Linked DNA regions of Sus scrofa: region 1 is linked to region 2. Evidence: chromatin contacts called from public HiChIP or PLAC-seq data. All regions are on one chromosome and are shown on one strand. Each heading gives the region's core, a stretch centred on a gene start, on an enhancer-like site or on the middle of the called end of the contact. The rest is flanking DNA. Distances are from core to core; before and after follow the strand shown. Region 1 has its middle 34 kb from the start of SMAD7. Region 2 overlaps CTIF (CBP80/20-dependent translation initiation factor).

Region 1 (2,700 bases), core at 65-2,564, 170 kb after region 2:
GGTACAGGCTCCCTAGAAAGAGGCTTCCAGCTCCCTAGTCTCTGGGGCTCCACTGGGCACCAAATAGGCCCCACAGCGAGCCCAGCCTGGCACCCAGGCTACATGCCCTCACCCACCCCCTACCCTCCAGTCAGTGAACTGTTCCTGAATTAATCAAAGTGCTTCCACTGGTGCAAACTCACCCAGGGCTTCCTCCAGCAGCCACTTTGTGTTTGCTAGATTAATTGCAGCTGGGGGACAGGCAGGACTCCATTTTTAGAAAATCATTTCTTTCAGAAGGCGAGGGGCACTTCTGGTTGGGGAAAACTCCTGAGCTGGCAACTCGGGCCTGTGGCTCCAGCACCAGGAAAACCTGGGACTATGCAGGTAGCTCTGCTCATGGGCACCACCCGGGCCCACGCCACCTCCTTCCCCTCCCGGGGTTGGGCCACCCCAGACCACCTGCCCTGGCTCCCACCAGCCTTCACTTCTCGCTCTGGCCTGGCCTGGCCTGGCCTGGGCAGTTTGTTGACACTCTGAGCAGCAAGGAAGCACCCCAATATTGACCCCCCACACACACACATACTGCTAATTGGCTTAGTCGATTGTCTTCTCTCAGCCCCCTTGCTGCACAGCCCCTGCCTATGGCTCCAGGTGAAAAAGAGGGTTGGGGACCCCTCTACGCCACTGCCTTGAATTGAACAGCTAGTAGATTAAGTGCCATGGAGTTTTTTGTAGGTCAAAACAGATAGGACTTCCCGTTGTGGCTCAGCAAGTTAAGAACCCAACTAGTATCCATGAGGATGCAGGTTTTATCCCTGGCCTCCTGTGTTGCCACAAGCTGCGGTGCAGGTTGCAGATGCGGCTCAGATCTGGCATTGCTGTGGCTGTGGTATAGGCCAGCAGCTGCAACTCCAATTTGACCCCTAGCCTGGGAACCTCCATATGCTGCAGGTGGGGCCGTAAAAAGAAAAAGGAAAAACGAAACAACAACGAACAGTCAGATATGAGGAGTCCCTCCTGGTTCAGCCTAATGAGCCCACAGCTAGCTCTTCAGTGCATTCCCCCCAATCCCCCTCCTGGCCCCACCATGCAGGCATAAGGCCCACTTTATGTTTCAGAAATTGAGGTTCAGAGAGCTTAAGTGACTTACCCAAGCGAGCACTCAAACCTCGGTCTCTCTGACTCCAAAACACAGGACCCTGAGTCACATCCCCTGAGTCAGACCCCCACCCACCAGCCCGGCACGCGTTGGGTCACCGTCTAGGGCTGTGCCTCCAGCATAGCTGCAGTGACTACACGCAGACGGCTGGAAGCTCCTCTGGAGGCTGAGCGTGGGGGCCTAATTGTCAGGAATTCTGTTTGCTGTGGGCTTGGGTGCAGTTCCATCCTCTGCCCCCTCAGGCTGTACGTGGGTGTCCTGGGCAGATCAGTCACCTGGAGAGGGTCTGCTCTTCCGGGACCGGCCAAGCCTGCCTGCCTGGTGCCACAGTGCAGGCCGAGGGCGCACACACCAGGAAAATCCAGCGTGGTACACACAAATCTGTACAAACGTCGGGTGGTGTTTCCATTGGCAATCAGATCGGCTTGATCTTTTCAGACCAGAACTTGTTTTAGGGAAAACGTATGTCCAACTCCGTCACCCTTGACCCAGGCCTGCCCGTAGAGATGAGATAGTACAGAGGTGATGAAATCCGATGCTACCACTTACCAGCCAGGGGACCTTGGGCCACTCCTTAACCTCAGTTTATTCATCTGTAGAATGGGGCTCATGAGACCGGTATCTGCTTATAGGATGGTTATAAGGATTATAGCAGATAATCCCAATGTAAAATGCTTGGAACTCTGCTTACCACATAGTCACAACACAATCAGTCTGGCTATTAGTATCATTATTTCCATCCCAAACTAAGCCCACAGTTCTGGCTCTCCCTCCCTCACGGGGACAAGCCTTGTGCCAGAAATTGTTAGGGCAGTGGATCCTCAGAGAGGTCCCAGCTGAGACCCCAGAGTGCCAAAAGCTTACTGTTCAGTGGGGGAGAGAGGCTCTTACACCACTGATGTCTCTTTAGAGCAGAAATTTGTAAGAAGGAGGCTTCCTGGAGGAAGTGTGGTCTGAGCTGCATCCTGAAGGGTGGGACAACCCAAATGAAGAAGGGACTGGATAGTACTTGCTCAGAGGCACGTAAACAAAGTATGTTTAAAGAACTGCAAGTCACTCTGCCTGCCCGGGACAGAGGGGATGTGTGTGTGTGTGCACACGTGTGTTATGTGTGTATGTGTTATGTATGTATTCTGTTTAAGTATGTATAGGTGTGTGCCTGCTTTGTGTTATATGTGTATATGCATATGTGTTGTGCATGTGTGTTATATGTGTGCATGTTGTGTCTGCATGTGTATGTTATGGGTGTATATGTGTGTGTTATGTGTGTGTGTTTGCATGTGTGTTATGTGCATACATGTATGTTTGTTGTGTGTGTGTTATGTATGTATTCTGTATATGTGTGTATGTGTATGACCGCTTTGTGTTATATGCATGCATGTTTATGTATCGTGTGTGTGTGTCTGTATATGTGTGTGCGTGTGTATGTTATGGGGTGTATGTGTGTATTGTGTGTCTGCATGTGTGTTATGCGTGTGTATGTGTGGGTCTATATATGTATGTATTGTGTGTCTGCGTGTCTGCGTGAGTATGTGTGTGTTAAAGGGTGAGGCTGGCAG
Region 2 (2,700 bases), core at 156-2,655:
ACTTCTTCCCTTCTAACCAGAACCTACTCATTTTTCTAATAAAACCTTTTTGATTTCAACAAAATCTTAGACTCCCAGAAAAGCTGCCGGAAATAGGACAAAGACTCTCCCTATATTCTTCCCCCTGATTCCTCAGCTATTAACATTTTACCACATTTGCTTTATCTTTCTCTCTCTCTCTCACATACATTTTTTTTCTGATCTGAGTGAGAGTGAGTTGCCAAAAGGGTGCCTTTTTACTGCTAAATTCTTCACACTGTGTTTCTTTATAAAGATATTTCTCTTGCATTGCCAGGGTACAAGGATCAAAGTCAAGAAACTAACACTGATACAGTACCGTTCTCAACGCCCCACAGTCCCTACCCATCTCTCTTCAGTGATCCTAGAGCATGGCTTACATTCCGTTGTCACATCCCTTTAGTTCCTTTTAATCTGGGGACAGTCCCAAGTCTTTATATTTTATGACACTGACTTTTTATAAGAATGACTTGTTTTTGTAGACAGTCCCTCATTTGGGTTTCTCTGATATTTTCTCACAATATATAGACTCAAGTTCTGTGGCCTGGGGGCATGTTGTGTTTTTATGGGTTTTTTTCCCTAAGATGGTTTTATTTTATTCATTTAAAAAATTTTGATTATAGTTGATTTACAGTGTTTGGTCAACTTCTGTTGTATAGCAAAGTGACCCAGTTATACGTGTGTGTGTGTGTGTATTCTTTTTCTCACATTATCCTCCATCATGTTCCATCACAAGTGATTAGATATAGTTCTCTGTGCTATCCAGCAGGATCTCATTGCTGATCCACTCCAAAAGCAGTAGTTTGCATCTACTAACCCCAAACTCCTAGTCCATCCCACTCCCTTCCCCTCCCCCCAGCAACCACAAGTCTCTTCTCTATGTCCATGAGTTTGTTTCTTTTCTGTGGAAAGGTTCATTTGTGTGGTGTATTAGATTCCAGATATAAGTGATATCATATGGTAATTGTCTTTCTGACTTACTTCTCTTAGTACGAGAGTCTCTAGTTCCATCCATGTTGCTGCAAATGGCATTATTTTGTTCTTTTTATGGCTGAGCAGTATTCCATTGTGTATATATACCACATCTTCTTAATCCATTCATCTGTCAATGGACATTTAGGTTGTTTCCATGTCTTGGCTCTTGTGAGTAGTGCTGTAGTGAACATACGGGTACATGTATCTTTTTCAAGGAAGGTTTTGTCCAGATATATGCCCAGGATTGCGATTGCTGGATCATGTGGTTGCCTTCTTAGTGACCGTATCAGAACATGCATACTGTTCCTTCATCCCAGGATGGGTAATGTTGACTTTGATTACTTGGTTAGGGCCACGTCTGCCAAGTTTCTCCACTGTAAAATTACAACTTTTCCCTTTGCAATTAAGAAATAGTTTGTGGGGAGAGCCTTTGAGACTATGCCAATATTCTGTTCTTCCTCAAACTTTCACCCATTAGCCTCCACTGACGATTCTTGCTTAAAACAATTATTATCAGGGCAGTTGCCAAATGATTTTCTAATTCCACCATTCCTTCTAAGTTTACTAGTTATTTTTCTTTTTTTTTTTTTTTTTTTTTTTTTTTTGGCTGCCCCAAGGCCTGTGGAGTTCCCAGGCTAGGGATCAGATCCGAGCCATTGTTGTGACCTACACTGCAGTGGTGGCAACGCCAGATCCTTAACCCACTGTGCTGGGCCAGGCAGGGATCAAACCTGCATCCCAGCACTTCAGAGACGCTGCCCATCCTGTTAGGCCACAGCAGGAACTCCTGATTTTTAAACTTAACTACTCCAAGCTTCAGGACTCTGCATTTAGGAGCTAGGAAGAGTAACTTATCATCACCTGTCTGAATGTCCCTGAATATGTTTATACACTGAATCCTGGCTGGTGAGTGTTTAATACAAAGGCTACCAGCGCCTTTGTATTAAAGACTGCACTACAGTCTCCTTGCTCTTGGGAAGATTCTAGCCAGAGAACCCATCTGCTGTGTGTCCATGTCCCGAGACTGCAGGGCCAGGGTTGGGGTCCGTGATGTGTATGAAGCTGCATATTGGACTTGTCAGTTCCACCAGCCCTGGCTGAAAAATGTGGCCCGAGGGAGGCCCTAGTCCAGCTAACTCCATTTTACATTTCCTCTCCTTCCCAGGATGGAAAAAACGACCCTTTAGGGACAGAGCAAACCTGTCAGTAATGAAGTTGTGAGGGAGGAGGCAGTCCCTGGAGGGTGGCTGGGTTGTGATGGCTGATGGAGTAAGGCGGGCCGGTAGCCGGCAGCCAGCAGTGTCCCCCGTCTCCCCCAGAGACTGCCCTGGGCTCCTCCACTTTCCATAATGGAGCCGTCATTCCTTTACCTGGATACCCAGGGCAGAGGGGTGAGGGGGCAAGATTTATCACCCAGCCCTGTGGTCATCATCCCTCTTAGCTCCCCACTCACCTGGTTTCCATTTGTAGGTTCATTTGATGAATAAAACCCCTGAGGGGTAGAAAGATTAGGCAGCAGACTGGGACAAAACCAGAATGTGAACCCAGGTGTGTCCGATTTCCAATCTGTCACCAAATCATGCTGCATCTTCAGGTGGCACTCCTGGGGGGCGGGTGCTGCTAGACCCAGTAGGGCTTTGTGGAGGAGGCGCTGATTGCAAAACGGGCAGGTTAGGGATAGGAGGTCTCCATAGCTAACTTACCTCC

Evidence for each region. HiChIP or PLAC-seq counts read pairs in DNA pulled down with a chosen protein or histone mark.
Region 1: an H3K27ac HiChIP or PLAC-seq map of alveolar macrophages shows a contact between it and region 2. The contact joins two enhancer-like sites. A contact is called at or near these places in 1 of 47 Hi-C or Micro-C datasets (embryonic fibroblasts) and 1 of 2 datasets of contacts at active chromatin or transcription factors (alveolar macrophages).

What each region holds. Positions count from the first base shown.
Region 1 is chr1:98,507,122-98,509,821 of Sscrofa11.1, forward strand. No RefSeq gene overlaps it. Among named protein-coding and RNA genes, the nearest start is that of SMAD7, 34 kb to the right of the region's middle. Within about 2 kb of position 1,315, at least 10 of the 83 cell types and tissues checked have an H3K27ac peak or open chromatin away from gene starts, as enhancers often do. A contact at or near this core is called in alveolar macrophages, where this site is marked.
Region 2 is chr1:98,337,991-98,340,690 of Sscrofa11.1, forward strand. All of the region lies in intron 7 of CTIF (CBP80/20-dependent translation initiation factor), which reads left to right. Among named protein-coding and RNA genes, the nearest start is that of TRNAD-GUC, 110 kb to the left of the region's middle. Within about 2 kb of position 1,406, at least 2 of the 83 cell types and tissues checked have an H3K27ac peak or open chromatin away from gene starts, as enhancers often do. A contact at or near this core is called in alveolar macrophages, where this site is marked.